2 separate regions of the Sus scrofa genome follow, and region 1 is linked to region 2. A link is a contact called in public Hi-C data. All regions are on one chromosome and are shown on one strand. The core of a region is the stretch at or near the end of the contact, and the rest is flanking DNA. Distances in the headings are between cores, read along the strand shown. Region 1 has its middle 96 kb from the start of TSC22D1. Region 2 holds the start of LOC102159419.

Evidence for each region. Hi-C and Micro-C count contacts between places; a contact is called where the count stands out from the background.
Region 1: a Hi-C map of liver shows a contact between it and region 2, with 4 times the contacts expected there. The contact joins the enhancer-like site here to the promoter of LOC102159419 in region 2. A contact is called at or near these places in 3 of 47 Hi-C or Micro-C datasets (liver, psoas muscle and skeletal muscle) and 1 of 2 datasets of contacts at active chromatin or transcription factors (skeletal muscle).

The regions. Positions count from the first base shown.
Region 1 is chr11:22,419,603-22,426,912 of Sscrofa11.1, forward strand. No RefSeq gene overlaps it. Among named protein-coding and RNA genes, the nearest start is that of TSC22D1, 96 kb to the right of the region's middle. Within about 2 kb of position 5,024, at least 8 of the 83 cell types and tissues checked have an H3K27ac peak or open chromatin away from gene starts, as enhancers often do. A contact at or near this core is called in liver and skeletal muscle, where this site is marked.
Region 2 is chr11:22,323,303-22,330,437 of Sscrofa11.1, forward strand. It overlaps LOC102159419, which reads right to left and starts at 1,544. Exons shown (of 3, transcript XM_021065393.1): 1 at 1,398-1,544; 2 at 236-1,296. The coding sequence starts at 1,544. The coding sequence ends at 583. TRNAE-UUC (a tRNA gene) reads left to right here and starts at 1,537; the gene lies at 1,537-1,608.

The sequences.
Region 1 (7,310 bases), core at 3,774-6,273, 100 kb after region 2:
CTGGACACATGATTTCCTGTGGGCTTGTCCAGTTGAATTAAAAACTTAAAATTGGTTGTTGTTGTGTGTTTAAAAAACTAAGAGCTTGGAGGAAAGAAGATAAAAACCCTCTGCTCTCTAAGTCCCCGTGTTGAACAGTAAATTCAGTCTTGATGCCCTGCCTCTCCTCGTATCTCCTTGTCAATCTGGGCAGATATTATTTCAGCCTCTGGGATTATAAAACTTGCTCCTGCGGCCATGGGTCTTTCTCGGATCGATTATTTTTCAGGAATGTAGCTGTCAATGGTTTGCTTTCTCCTGGATAAGAATGGCTTTATCTTTACGTGTGTGAGGTTGTCGAAGAAAGGACCTCGCTTTTGATCTCAGCAGCTTCAGCTTTGCTGTTCTGCCCGTACATTCCTGAATCACTCAGCAATCCTTAATCTCGTTCTCTAAGAAACCCATATAGGTGGTTTGGCATTGATTTGTTATTCCTTTGACCGCATATCGTGTCACGATTGGTGAGCAATTTCAGTCCTTTTCACGCATCTGTCTTTATGCTGTTTCTCTCCTTGTGCCTGTCCCTGTTCTTTTTCATCTCAAATATGTCCTGTAATCTCTGGCATACACACAGATTTAAATTTACAAGAAGTTGTGTATTTACAAAGAATATGTTCAGTTGCCCAGACTCATCAAATTGAAAATCTGTTCATTTTATTATCTCTACAATGTCTCTCAGTAAGAAAAAGAAGTTTCATGTTTACAAATCTGCAGTAAACAAATTTGCAGAGAGTTTAAGCATCTCTTGTGTGAATTTATGAGTTGATAACTGTTCCCAGCAGTATCTCAGGTGATATTATAGTTTTGCAAATATAACCCACTGAGTGAGGCCAGGGATTGAACCCATAACCTCCTGCATGGTTCTTAGTCGGATTCGTTAACCACTGAGCCACGACAGGAACTCCTAACCCAATTGTTTTGATTCCAAACCTGTTGGGCTTTCCAGTGCCTGACTGCAAAATTGTGTGTTGTGGGAGGTGGGGGGGGAGGGTATATGTTAACAATTTGTTTTTTTATCCTTGGGGCTAATAGTTTTCAAAATGACTATATTTACAAGCTTAAAAATGATAGATTTCTGGGTTACACCCTAAGAGATTCTGACTTGGTAGTTCTGAGGGGGCTAGAACTCTGTGGCACCCTTGGGTGATGCAAAGAAAAAGGCTTATGGATCACACTTTGTCATTTTTTGGGGGGGCGCACCATGACAGGAACTCCTGGACCACACTTTGAAAACCCGTATTTATGTGGCTTTTTGCTGTTTTTCCCAATTCCTACACACAGGTGACTAAACCTGGGTGATTGCTTTCTAAGTACATGTTATGATGATTTAAAAATGGATATAGATTAAAAAAAAAACTATTGCTTGAGCAGTCATTGTTTTTTGTTTGTTTGTTTTTTGGTTTTGTTTTTTTTATTTTAGTGCTGCAGGTGCAGCATTTGGAAATTCCCGGGCGAGGGGTCGCATTGGAACTGCAGCTGCTGGCCTAGGCCACAGCCACAGCCACAGCAATGCCAGATCCTTAGCCCACTGAGTGAGGCCAGGGATTGAACCCAACGTCCTCATGGATACCAGTCGGGTTCATTTCCACTGAGCCTGAGCAGGCATCTTTTCTAATCTGGACAGCATTAGCAAACTTTGCTTTGAAACTATGTTTGCTCTTTAATAACCACCTTGTCCCTTTGGCTCCTGTCCTGTATCCAGTCTCTCCTGTGGTCATGGTCCCCGTGTCCTCAGCCCTTCTCACTGTGGGCTCCGGGCAACAGGCCTCAAAGCCACAGGACTAGCACTGGCCTCGGGGTCCCCTTGGCCTCAGCCTGGCACCACCTGCCGGAGGTCACTTTTTCACAGCAGAAACCTCAGCCCATAAGGGTCAGCGCATGAGTGTTTTTGTGGCCACGGGAAAAGGGGATGGGAGTGGCTGGTTTGGATATTTTCCCGTCTTGAAGCACTCCAGCCAAACTGCCCTTATGACTTCAGTGTATTTCATTCTTTTAAGAAAATAACTCAGTTGCCCATAATCACTCCCTGTCTTATTTGGCCCCAAACCTGGATTTTCTTTCTATTTTGTTGAGCTTTCTGGCACATCCAAAATCAGATGGAGTTCTTTATGTAATTTTTTTTTTTTTTTTTTTTTTGGTCCTTTTAGGGCCGCACCCATGGCATATGGAGGTTCCCAGGCTAGGGATCTTATCGGAGCTGTAGCCACCAGCCTGCGCCAGAGCCACAGCAACGCAGGACCCAATCTGCACCTGCGACCTACACCACAGCTCACGGCAACGCTGGATCTCTAACCCACTGAGTGAGGCCAGGGATGGAACCTGCAACCTCATGGTTCCCAGTTGGATTCGTTTCCACCGTGCTACGATGGGAACTCCTGTAATTACTTTTTGTTGCCGCTCCACTGGAAGGTCACTGAACACATGCAGCTCACTGGTCATGAATTTTATCTACTCTTCCATCCCCACGTGAAAGTAAACACCCGCACACTTGCACCTCAAGTTACACAAGAGACACCCGGCTCACAAGGTTTGGAGGCTTGAGAGGCAAGACCGCAGTGAGCCGTCTGTGTTGGAGTCTCTCACGCTTTGCCACGGCCTCCACCATCCCGCTTCACCCTCACCATCCACAGGAGTGTTTTCCAAGGAGGCAGAGTCAGGGGGAGACATAGGGGAGCCCGGAGAAAACTTGTCTTTCCACGTGGGGACAGCTTCCCAAAGCTTCTCCCAGATGCATGGCCTGAGCAGGTGCGTGGAGGGCACGCTTCTCCTTCACCCAAAGGAGCCCTAAGCCTCCATATGCGGTTTCTGCCAACTTCTGAGGGTATGTCTGTCTGTCTGCCTTGGCTGCTGGATCTCTGGTGGGAGGAAGCTGTGAACATAATTTTTTTTTTTTTTACATTTTGTCAACTTTATTATTTTTTTCAGTTGTTCCTCTGCCCTCATCCTTTTTTTAAAAAAATAATTCATGGAGTTCCTGTCGTGGCATAGTGGTTAACGAATCCGACTAGGAACCATGAGGTTTCGGGTTCGATCCCTGACCTTGTTCAGTGGGTTAAGGATCTGGTGTTGCCGTGAGCTGTGGTGTAGGCCACAAATGCAGTTCAGATCCCAGTTGCTGTGGCTCTGGCATAGGTGCGTGGCTACAGCTCTGATTCAACCCCTAACCTGGGAACCTCCATATGCCTGGATGTGGCCCTAGAAAAGGCAAAAAGACCAAAAAAAAAAAAAATTCACTGAACTGTATTATATTTAAGGTTGTACAACCATCATCACAACCTAATTTTAGAACATTTCCATCCCAAACCCCCAGTCCATCCCCTCCCGACCCCTGACCTGTCCCCTTTGGTAACCATTAGTTTTTCAAAGTCTGTGTCTATTTCAGTTCTGCAAATAAGTTCATTTGCATCCTTTTTTTTTCTTTTTTTTAGGTTCCACATGTATCATACGATGTTTTTCTTTCACTGTCTATCTTCGCTTAGTATGATCATTTCTAGGTCCATCCATGTTGCTGCAAATGGCATTATTTCATTCCTTTTTATGGCTGAGTAGTATTCCACTGTATATATGTACCACATCTTTATCCATTCATCAGCTGATGGACATTTAGGTTGCTTCTATGTCTTGGCTACTGTAAATAGTGCTGCAGTGAATATCGGGGTACATATATCTTTTTAAGTCATGGTTTTCTCTGGATAGATGCCAGAAGTGGGATTGCTGGATCCTATGGCACTTTTATTTTTAGTGTTTTGAGAAACCTCCATCCTGTTTTCCTGCTGTGAAGGCTTATTGAGGGTCTCCTATGGACCAGGCACCGCAGACTTGCTTTGATCAATTACAAACACCTCTTTCTTTCAAGCAGATGGGGACATGGCTCTGGCTGTCTTGGTGGCTGGTCCTCTCTGGGACATTTCAGCCCCAGGGAGCCCCACATCCCCGGCTTGGCGGGGTTCCCCAATGGATCCCCAAAGATCACAACTCTTTCTGGCCCTGCCATTGCTGGGGCCGTATAAACCCTCCTTCAGCAGGATGCAAGAGGCTGTTACAGTCCCACAGTTCTCCTCGCTCTCAACCTTGGATTTAATATCAGAAGGTATTCTTTACCCCAAAGGGCAGGATTGGGGGCGGGGCATCTTTTCCCTGTATTTCCCTCCAAGGAGAGGTCACAGGCCCAAGTTCTTAGTTTAGCTGCGGTGGTGTGGCCAGCCGAAGTCTGCAAACCTTATTTACGCCAATGCAGTGTACTTCTGGACCCTTTTGAATCCCTTCTGTCTGTTTGGGGGCTTAAAGAACAGCCTCCTCCCCCTGCTCTGGTCCAAAGTCAAGGTCCCGCCAACAACCCCCAGATGTTCGGGTGCCTGGACACACCCTCCATGTGGTCTGCGCTCTAGGAATGACGAGCCCTCCATCTGCTTTCGTAACCTTTTCTTTTTTTTTTTTTTTTTTTTTTTTTTTTTTTTTTTGGTCTTTTTAGGGCCGCACCCGAGGCATATGGAGGTTCCCAGGCTAGGGGTGGAATTGGAGCTGCAGCTGCCAGCCTACACCACAGCCACAGCAATTCGGGATCTGAGCTGAGTCTGTGACCTACCCTGCAGCTCACGACAACGCCGGATCCTTAACCCACTGAGCGAGGAGGGGGATCGAAGCTGTGTCCTCATGGATACTAGTCAGATTCATTTCCACTGAGCCACGATGGGAACTCCTCATAAGCTTTTCAGCAATGGTTCAGGGGGGAGAAGGGAGGATCCAGGACTGACCTGGGCTGGCTTCAAACGGGGACAGCCTGGAATCTACCTCCTGACTCCCCCGGAGTTTGGTGGCCCGGAGTCTAACCTGGCAGGGTATTTAATCAAAGAGGTGGAAGAATGCGATGGTGAGGGTGTCTGGGAAGAGGAATATTCACACAGGCAAAGGGCTTGATGGGGAGGAAAGCCTGGGCCCTCTGGGTGGAAGCAGTGCCCCTGGAGGCAGCTGACGGAAGGGCTCTGGGGCAAAGACCAGCCCTCCAGAGAGAGGGAGTGTAGTGTGGCAGGGAGCGGGCAGAGGGTCAGGCCCTGAGCCAGGCAGCAGTGGTTTGGGGCAGGGTTCCAGGGCCGGCAAAGAACTGCAGTGCCAAATGGGAGCTGAGCAGGCGCCCAGTCATATGCCAGGCTTGGCCCATGGGGTGGGTTTAAACCCGGATACTCTGGCTGCAGGGCACCTGGGTGCCAAAGAGATTTCCTCAGGCACCTGGATCCCAGGCCCCACCAGTGGCCAAAGGTCCCAGATTATGAAACACTAGGCCTGCAGAGGATCAGCTCGGCTACCCAGCAGGACGAAGCGTGCAGAGGTCCCTGGGGACAGGGGTTACCTTTGCCCCCGTCCTTCCCACCAGCCCTTTCTCAGGAGAGGCAGCCATTTCCATAAACTGAAACAGATGAGGTCTGGCAAAGGCTCCCGACAGATTTACTTTATTTTTTAAAAATTTTTAATTTTTTTTGACCTTTTTAATGGCCTCCCTGGCGGCATATGCAAGTTTCCAGGCTAAGGATCAAATCAGAGCTGCAGCTGCTGGCCTACAGCACAGCCACAGTAAGGCCAGTTCCGAGTCACGTTTGTGACTCACACCACGGCTCGCTGCAATGCTGGATCCTTAACCCACTGAGCGAGGCCAGGGATCGAACCCGCAACCTCATGGATCCTAGTCACGTGAGCCACAAAGGGAACGCCCCAGAATTTCTTTTTTTTAATCTATGAAATGCACAGATACACAAAGAGACCTAGAGAAGAGTTCCCATCGTGGCTCATCGGAAACAAATCCGACTAGTATCCATGAGGACGCAAGTTCAACCCCTGGCCTCGCTCAGTGGGTTAAGGATCTGGCATCTCCATGAGCTGTCCTGTAGGTCAAAGACATGGCTCAGTTCTTGCTGTGGCTGTGGCATAGGCTGGCAGCTATGGCTCCAATTTGACCCCTAGCCTGGGAACTTCCATATGCCACAGGGGTGGCCCTAAAAAGACAAAAAAAAAAAAAAAAGATATATATATATATATATATATATATACACACATATATATATGTATGTATATATATATGGCCTTATACACATAGGAGATGAATTCTTAAAATGCCACATTTATTTATTTACATATTTTTGTCTTTTTAGGGCCGCACCCGCGGCCTATGGAGGTTCCTAGACTAGGGATTGAATCTGAGCTGTAGCCGCCAGCCTACGCCACACACACAGCAATGGCCAGATCCGAGCCACGTCTGCGACAGACAGCACAGCTCATGGCAATGCCAGATCCTTAACCCACTGAGCAAGGCCAGGGATCAAACGGTGTCCTCATGGATACCAGTCAGATTTGTTTCCACTGAGCCACTATGGGAGCTCCAATCGCCGCATTTAAATTCAGTTTTTGCAAATAATTCCTCCTTGAAATTTAGCAAGGCAACATCTCTTAATGTATCTATGTGTTCTCTTTAATTAAATAATGGAACAGATGCAGCCCAACTTCTTTTTTTTCCTCTTCTATGTTATCGTCAGGAAGCTCAAAGCTAATCTTCATGCTTAATTTCATTACTTCCTTAGCTTAAATCTCCTACTATAACTGTTTTCTTTTTCAACCCATTTTATTACTTGACTTCTGTGTATAGGCCCGTGATGTAATAATTTTATGGATATTTATCGAATGCAATTTTTGATGATTTTAAAAGTGAATAATGAGTAAGAAATAGATAAATAAGTTGAATTTTCTAGACTCTGAAAAGTATGTACCAATGAAAACACAACCATGCAAAATATATGGGATAAGAAAAATGTACCAGGGATTTTTGTCAACGGATGCATCACTGAGTTCTAGAAAGTGGGGTTCTGGTGTAATGAACAATTTCCTGTGATGGAAGCCACCTGGGTAGTTTGGAGGGCAGGCGTCCCAATCTGTGGTTGAGTGTGAAGTACGCATACAACCGCGTTGGAAGGATTAACCAGAAGTCCTTGGGTCAGGAGGAGTTCCTGTCTTGGCTCAGCAGTTAATGAACCGGACTAGTATCCATGAGGATGTGGGTTCGATCACTGGCCCTGTTCAGTGGGTTAAGGATCCAGCATTACCTCGAGTTATGGTGTAGGTCACAGACGCAGCTTGGATCCTGCGTTGCTATTGCTGTGGTGTAGGCTGGCAGCTGTAACTCTGATTCACCCTCTAGCCTGGGAACCTCCATATGCCGTGGGTGCAGCCTCAAAAAGACCAAAAAAAAAAGGAAGTCCTTGGGGCAGGAGCGAACTCCTGGGCTC
Region 2 (7,135 bases), core at 294-2,793:
ACCGGGAACTTTTGTCTTTAAAACTGGTAAGATACATTTTAAAAAGAATTACCAAGTGGAAATACAGAACTGAAAGGTATAGGTGAAATCTCGGCCCCCAGACCGAGAACCGCAGTCGTAGGATGTCCTCCAGAGAAAGGCAGCTGGCTCACTGATTAAAAAACAAACAAGTGAAACTGTTCAAAAATGCAAAGATAGTACAGGAAGTACCCGCCCAAACTCGAGTAAGACCTACCTCATACTATGAAGATTAAATGAGCAAACGAATGTGAACGTGTCTCATACACACAGTAGGTTTGCAGCCAGCAAGTTGTGGTCTTCCTCCAGAGCTTCGCGAAGTTTCAATGGTGTTGGCCTCTCCCTTAGGGGAGCTTGATTTGTGTGAATACATGTCGAAGTCGTTTCTATTTCAGGGCTTTTTCCACCCCTGCTCTCCTGTTGCCGAATGTCACACGGAGGCCTTAAGAGAACCTCAGTCAGGGGCAGATCGAGAACTTTCGAAGACCCTTGGGCAGGTGGGGCCAGAGGGGGGAGTAAAGGAGAACCAGAACCAGCTTTTAACCAGGCTCCAAAGGGTCCAGCTCAAGTGAAAACAACTTCTGTGTGGTTTAAGCCACCACGAGGACACCGGGACCAGAGCTCTCCCACGCGGGCTGGCCCAACAACTGGTTCTTTGCGCTTCCTAATCCCCGCAGCCGCCTCTAAGGCAGAAGCTGCGCCGGAGGGATGCTGCTTCCGGCCGCGGCCGGGCTGGGGAACCGCGGGGAACCTTCCATCAGTCATGCCTGCTGGCAGGGAGGGACATGCTCCAGTTCTTAAATCTACCTTCACAAACCACCTTCGTCTACTTTCAGGGACACAAAGCCCGCCTTTTGCCGTTGAGTCAACAGAACCTGGAAAGTTCCAGGCTTCCAGGCAGCCCTCGCTCCGGTTTCTTGAGGGCAAAGAGACACTCTCTGGGGACGGGATGGGGCCGGCATAGCGCGGCGAAGAGAGACAGACGCCCGGGCGCTGAGGACACCCAGGCTTTGAGGCCCAGTGGTCGGGGGCGCACAGCCGGCGCGTGGCCGGGCGCGCGGGTCTGCCCGAGGGCACAGAGGCGAGCCTGCTGCCCTCGGAGCCGCGGCCGGGAGGCTGGTCAGCGGCCGCCAGAGACCGGGCGCCCAGCCCACTGCGGTCTCTTTTCACGGCTCCACACGGCACTTGTTTCTTATTAATGAGTCTACATTCCAAACCCCCGTCCTTCGGTGCTCTGCCGGATTTCTTGTGAGGAATTGTGAATAATGACTCATCAGCCTACAGTCTACACCGGTGTATACGCGGTGTCTAGAATGAGGAGCCTGGAAGAGACCTGAAAAGACGCCAACGTGAGGAGAAAAAGAGATTCGACTCTTCACCTCAAGGCTCCACAGGATAACGCGGACCCGAGGCGTTCCCGCATGCGCAGAAGCGGGTCTGACACAGAGGGCTGGGCGGGGCAAGAGGCAATCAGGCGGAAGACTCAATCTGTCTAGATTGGCAGGCGTGTTCGTCGTCTCCCACATGGTCTAGCGGTTAGGATTCCTGGTTTTCACCCAGGCGGCCCGGGTTCGACTCCCGGTGTGGGAACGCCAGTACTTCCTTTTTGAAAAGTAACCAACAGCAACCCAACTCAAGTTCCTCTTAACTAGGGAAAGATTAGTCTTTTCGGTAAACGGTATAACCTCATTTTAGGGCAGCCAGGAGAGACTGAGGCTGAAGACTCAGGCTGTTCCCTGGATCCGGCATGGGCACACAGCCCACACAAACCCAGTCCGGTCCTGGAGCCGGAGAGGAGGAAGTTAACTTGGACTTGGACCGTGCCAGATTAGCTTTTGAAATGTTGCTTACATCTCAGGAGCCTTGAGCCAGCCATCCTGTGCTAAGATAAATGTTTCAGCTGATTTTTCTGCGTAATTTCTCTTTGTACTATGAATAGGAGCCAAACGACCAAAAAGTGCTCTTCTTTGAAAGAAAAAAGAAAAGACACATTGTAGGACATTGCAGGGCTTTTAAACTGCCGAAAGCCATCCGTTCCTTCGAGAACGACAGCAAGGTTTTTCTGAAAAGAAGTATTATTGAGGGCAAAGGAGGTCAGTGTACAATCTATTGGGTTTCACTAAACCAGTTATTGGGGGGGGCAGGGGGCAGGGAGGAAGAAAAGAAAATTAGGTTATTACAAATATTGAAGAGCGAGGCAATGGCAAAAAAACCACTTTCTTCTCACGCCCTAACATATTTATTTGACACATTCTGTTTTAAAAACGTCAAGAATTCATGATATGCTCAATAAGATCTCTAGAATTAGAAATCTTAGTACTGATGTGTGACCAGTTTCCAACTGTTTCCCAAATAAGTGCATCTTTTGCTGGCATAGTTTATCTCTCTTACCTCTCCAAACATTTGCCATTAGGGAAAACCTCCAGGCATTTAGAAGCCGCACTCTTTCCCATTGGTGTTGAACTGTTTGAAACTCCCCCAGTTTGTTCCCAGACTGCCATTAACACTGAGGAATGACTGTGAAAAAGACTTGGCATCCAAAGGACTTTGAAATTTCCTCTCTTTTTAAAGTCCTTCGGGATTTTAAGGGACAGAAAAATGTCATCCTTCATGAGAAAAATGCTAAGCTAAATAGATGCTTATTCAGAATTCCTAATACAGAGCTTGGAGCAGAAACTGATCATCAGCAGGTACTCTGCATTTATTGAATTGAGTGGGACAGGATTGATAGGAAAATTAAAAGCCTAATCACAATAATACTACTTATTGAGCACATGCTATGAACTAGGCTAAATGTTTTACATACCTTTTTAAATTCGATCTTTATTTTGTTATTAGATAATATTATTATGCCTCTATCAGCCAGGAGCCCAGTAGGAAACTGATGACATTCTTAGCAGAGTTTAATAACAGGACTATTTATGATTTAACCACAAAAAATTATGCAGTCCTCAGGGCTCCCGGGACTAAAATGAGGAAAGAGGAGTTCCCTGGTGGCCTACCTGTTAAAAATCTGATGTTGTCATTGCTCTGGCACTGGTTCTATCCCTGGCCCAGGAACTTCTGCACGTGGATGGGCAAGGCCAAAACAACAACAACAAAAATCCCCAAACTAAAATAAAATGAGCAAGGAGAGGAAGGGTAGTTGATGGACAAGGCTGCCACTTAGGAGCTATGTTTTTTGTTTGTTGTTTTAAAACTTTCTTTCATATGGCAAGTGAGTTCCATTCACGTGAAGGTTGTTAAATAAACTCATCCTATGTACTGTTCATTTCCATAAAATAGATTTGTGGCCTCACAAAATTTGACAAAAGTTTCTTTTGGATGCAAATGATACTTAAGAGCCCCAGAGCATGGTAGATACTTCTACAGACACGTACTTAATAAAAGGAAGAGCTTAACTTTGTGGGGAGGTGGTTGCTTGCATTATATTTGTCATTTTTACTGCCTCGTATTTTACAAAACGTTTTTCCATAATTTTTATTAATCATCTTTATAATCAGTCTAGAGTCATACACTGAACTGCAAATGCCCTTTGCAGCCATTTAATGGAACCCCTCATTTTACTCATGAAGCATTGGTTCTGGATTTTATGCCTCTGATTCCCTAGTATTGGCCTTTAGATTGTATCCCCTCCCTACCCTTTTTATTTTTATTTTATTTTTTTGTCTTTTTTTAGAGCCTATGGGGCGTATGGAAATTCCCAGGCTAGGGGTCGAAGCAGAGCTGCAGCTGCCTGCCTACACCATAGGTGCAGGAGCGATAGATCTGTTCCAAGAACACATCTGTAATCAACGCCACCCTGGATCCTTAATCTCCTGAGCAGGACCAGGAATTGAACCCACATCCTCATGGATACTAGTCTGGTTCTTCACCCACTGAGCCACAATGGGAACTCCCCCACATTGAATCTTTCATGGTATCCTGGCCTGATACCACTCCCTCTTAAACTACTGGGTGCAGAGAAGATGAATTTTAAAAATTCTATGGTATCTCGCTTTTGGTCAGTGGTTAAGGCATAGCTGCATTAACATAGTTGTAACAATTTTTGTTTGAAATTTTGAGTTATTAAAATTTTTTTATTCACCATATTATCATTTCTAGAAAGTGATGATTGTTATTTGGAGTATTTGAACTAGGCATATGTTCTCAATATGCTTCCATTTTTGCATACGGTCATGAACTCTGAGAGGGTCTGCATAGAGATTGTTTTAAGCGCGCCCATGTGGGTATATAGAGTCACATAGATTTGTATGTATGTTCCCTCAGAGATATGCTGCATACAAAAAAATTCCTAAATATGGAGTTCCCATTGTGGCTCAGTGGAAACGAATCTGACTAGTATCCATGAGGACGCATGTTCGATCCCTGGCCCCACTCAATGGGTTAAGGATCCAGCGTTGCCATGAGCTGTGGTGCAGGGTGCAGAAGTAGCCTGGATCTGACGTTGCTGTGGCTGTGGTGTAGGCCACCAGCTACAGCTCTGATTTGACCCCCAGCCTGGGAACCTCCATGTGCCTCTGGTGCAGCCCTAGAGAGACTAATAATAATAATAATAGGGAGTTTCTGCTGTGGCACAGTGGTTAACGAATCCGACTAGGAACCATGAGGTTTTGGGTTCGATCCCTGGCCTTGCTCAGTGGGTTAAGGCTCTGGAGTTGCTGTGAGCTGTGGTGTAGGTCGCAGATTCGGCTCGGATCCCTAGTTGCTATGGCTCTGGCGTAGGTGGGTGGCTCCAATTCGACCCCTAGCCTGGGAACCTCCATATGCCGTGGGAAGCAGCCCTAGAAAAGGCAAAAAGTGGCCAAAAAAAAATAATAATAATAATTTCCTAAATAATCAGAACATTAACACTTCATATTAATACAGGAGAGGGAAAGCAAATATGAACTTTAACTCCCCCACATTGTAAAGCTGAACAACTTGGAAAAACACTGACTATGTGGAAAATCACTGGAACAAATAATCAAAAAATCAATTTGCAAACACCTAGAAGACCACAGGGTACTGGGTAGTCACCCCACATAGCTTTGTGGGAAACAAGCCTATCCAATGAATCTAATTTCCTTTTGTCACAGAGTGACAGGCATGGTGGATGCGGGGGAACATTCAAGATAATCTATCCTGATTTAAGAAACCTTGGGATTTTGTACTTTGCTGAGTACTCATGAAGAAAATATAAGTGAGACTATTGCTGTCTGGCAAAACACATCCAAACCGAAGTTCAAGGCTCAGCTTCACCCGAATAGGCAACTTACTCTCATTCTACACAGAAATGACCTTGTTCTGCTTCCCAAGTCTCTTCTGCCTGGATTCCATTTTTTTTTTTTTTTAAGTATTATTCGGATGCTCTCTATGAAGTGCTTCATCTCTCAGACCCTCAGTTTCCTTGACTCTAATTAAAAGGAGGGTAATAATTGGCTCTACCTCATAAGGTTGTGAAGATTAGATAAGGAAATACGAATAAAGTACATTTTCCTTGCTCCTGTGCTGGAGTAGATGGTTTTGTTCCCTGGACTCTTTTTTTTTTTTTTTTTTTTTGTCTTTTGGCCATTTCTAGGGCCGCTCCCGAGGCATATGGAGGTTCCCAGACTAAGGGTCGAATCCAAGCTGAAGCCACCGGCCTACGCCAGAGCCCTTAACCCAACCCACTTAGCAAGGCCAGGGTTCAAACCCAAAACCTCACGGTTCCTAGTCGGATTCCTTAACCTCTGAGCCACAACGGGAACTCCTCCCTGGACTCTACTGCATTCACCAAACCAGTGTGGTGTGTGGTTTCAACCAGTGTGGTGTATGGTTTCTCTGACCCCCACCTCAACTGTCTTTTCTAACTCCCATCCTGCTGCCTGTCACAGCACTTGCTGCTCCTCTGCACCTTTAACTTTGGCCTGCCACGTGCTCCCAACCCACCTATTTTTTTTTTTTTTTTTTTTTTGTCTTTTTGCCTTTTCTAGGGCCGCTTCTGCAGCATATGGAGGTTCCCAGACAGGTCGAATTGGAGCTGTAGCCACCGGCCTACACCATGAGCCACAGCAGCATGGAAGCCGAGTTGCGTCTGCAGCCTACACCACAGCTCACGGCAACGCCGGATCCTTAAGTAAGGCCAGGGATCAGAACCCTCAACCTTATGGTTCGTAGTCGGATTCGTTAACCACTGAGCCACGACGGGAACTCCCCCACCCCACCTTTGCAACCTAATTTCTGCTGGTTCCCTCCAGGTACCCCCAGATTCCAGTTAATTCCTCACTGAGTCCTGTGTGGCCTTTGCTCAGTTTTTCCTCTACTGAAATGCTCTTGTGCCCTTTTTCTAAATATCTGCCTGTTAGCCATCCTTGAAGGCTTAAGTCAAATCTCCTGGCCTTCACAGAGCACCCCTTACCTCTCTCTCTCTCTCTTTCTCTCTCTCTCTTTTTTTGCTTTTTAGAGCCACACCTGCAGCGTATAGAAGTTCCAGGGCTAGGGGGTCGAATCAGAGCTGCAGCTGCTGTCCTACACCACAGTCACAGCAGCTCGGGATCCGAGCCATGTCTGCAACCTACATTACAGCTCATGGCAATGCCTGGATCCTTAACCTATGGATCGAGGCCAGGGATTGAACCTGCATCCTTGTGGATACTAGTCGGATTCGTTCCCACTGCGCCACCATGGGAACTTCCCCCTTACCTCTCTTGCAGGGAGAGACTCCGCATGGGAATCTCTTTTGATTTTCCTTAGCCTCTTGGGCACCTCTCTTCTGATACAGTTTCCTCTCTAACTTCAGGTCTTAGCTGAGATGTCATTTCCTCCAGAAGTCTCTCCTGCCTCAATGACAGTGGGGGGAATGCTTGACTCTGCACGTCTCCCTCTCGTCGCATTTTCCACACTTGCCCAGGCCCCTCCAGGGCACGTGCTCCAAGGCCAGCACCCTGCACACAGTAAAGACTTAATAACATGTGCTGAGGGAATGTGCGAGCTGGACAAGGACTGTTTTGTCTCCAGGAACTTCTTAGGTTCCAGGTTACAGAAAGCCACTGGAACTAGTTCAGGCCCAGGAGAGAATGACTGGCTTATATAACCAAACTGTGGATAGTGAAGTGGTGTGGCTGGCCTCGGGGACAGCCAGAACCCGTGTTCCCTC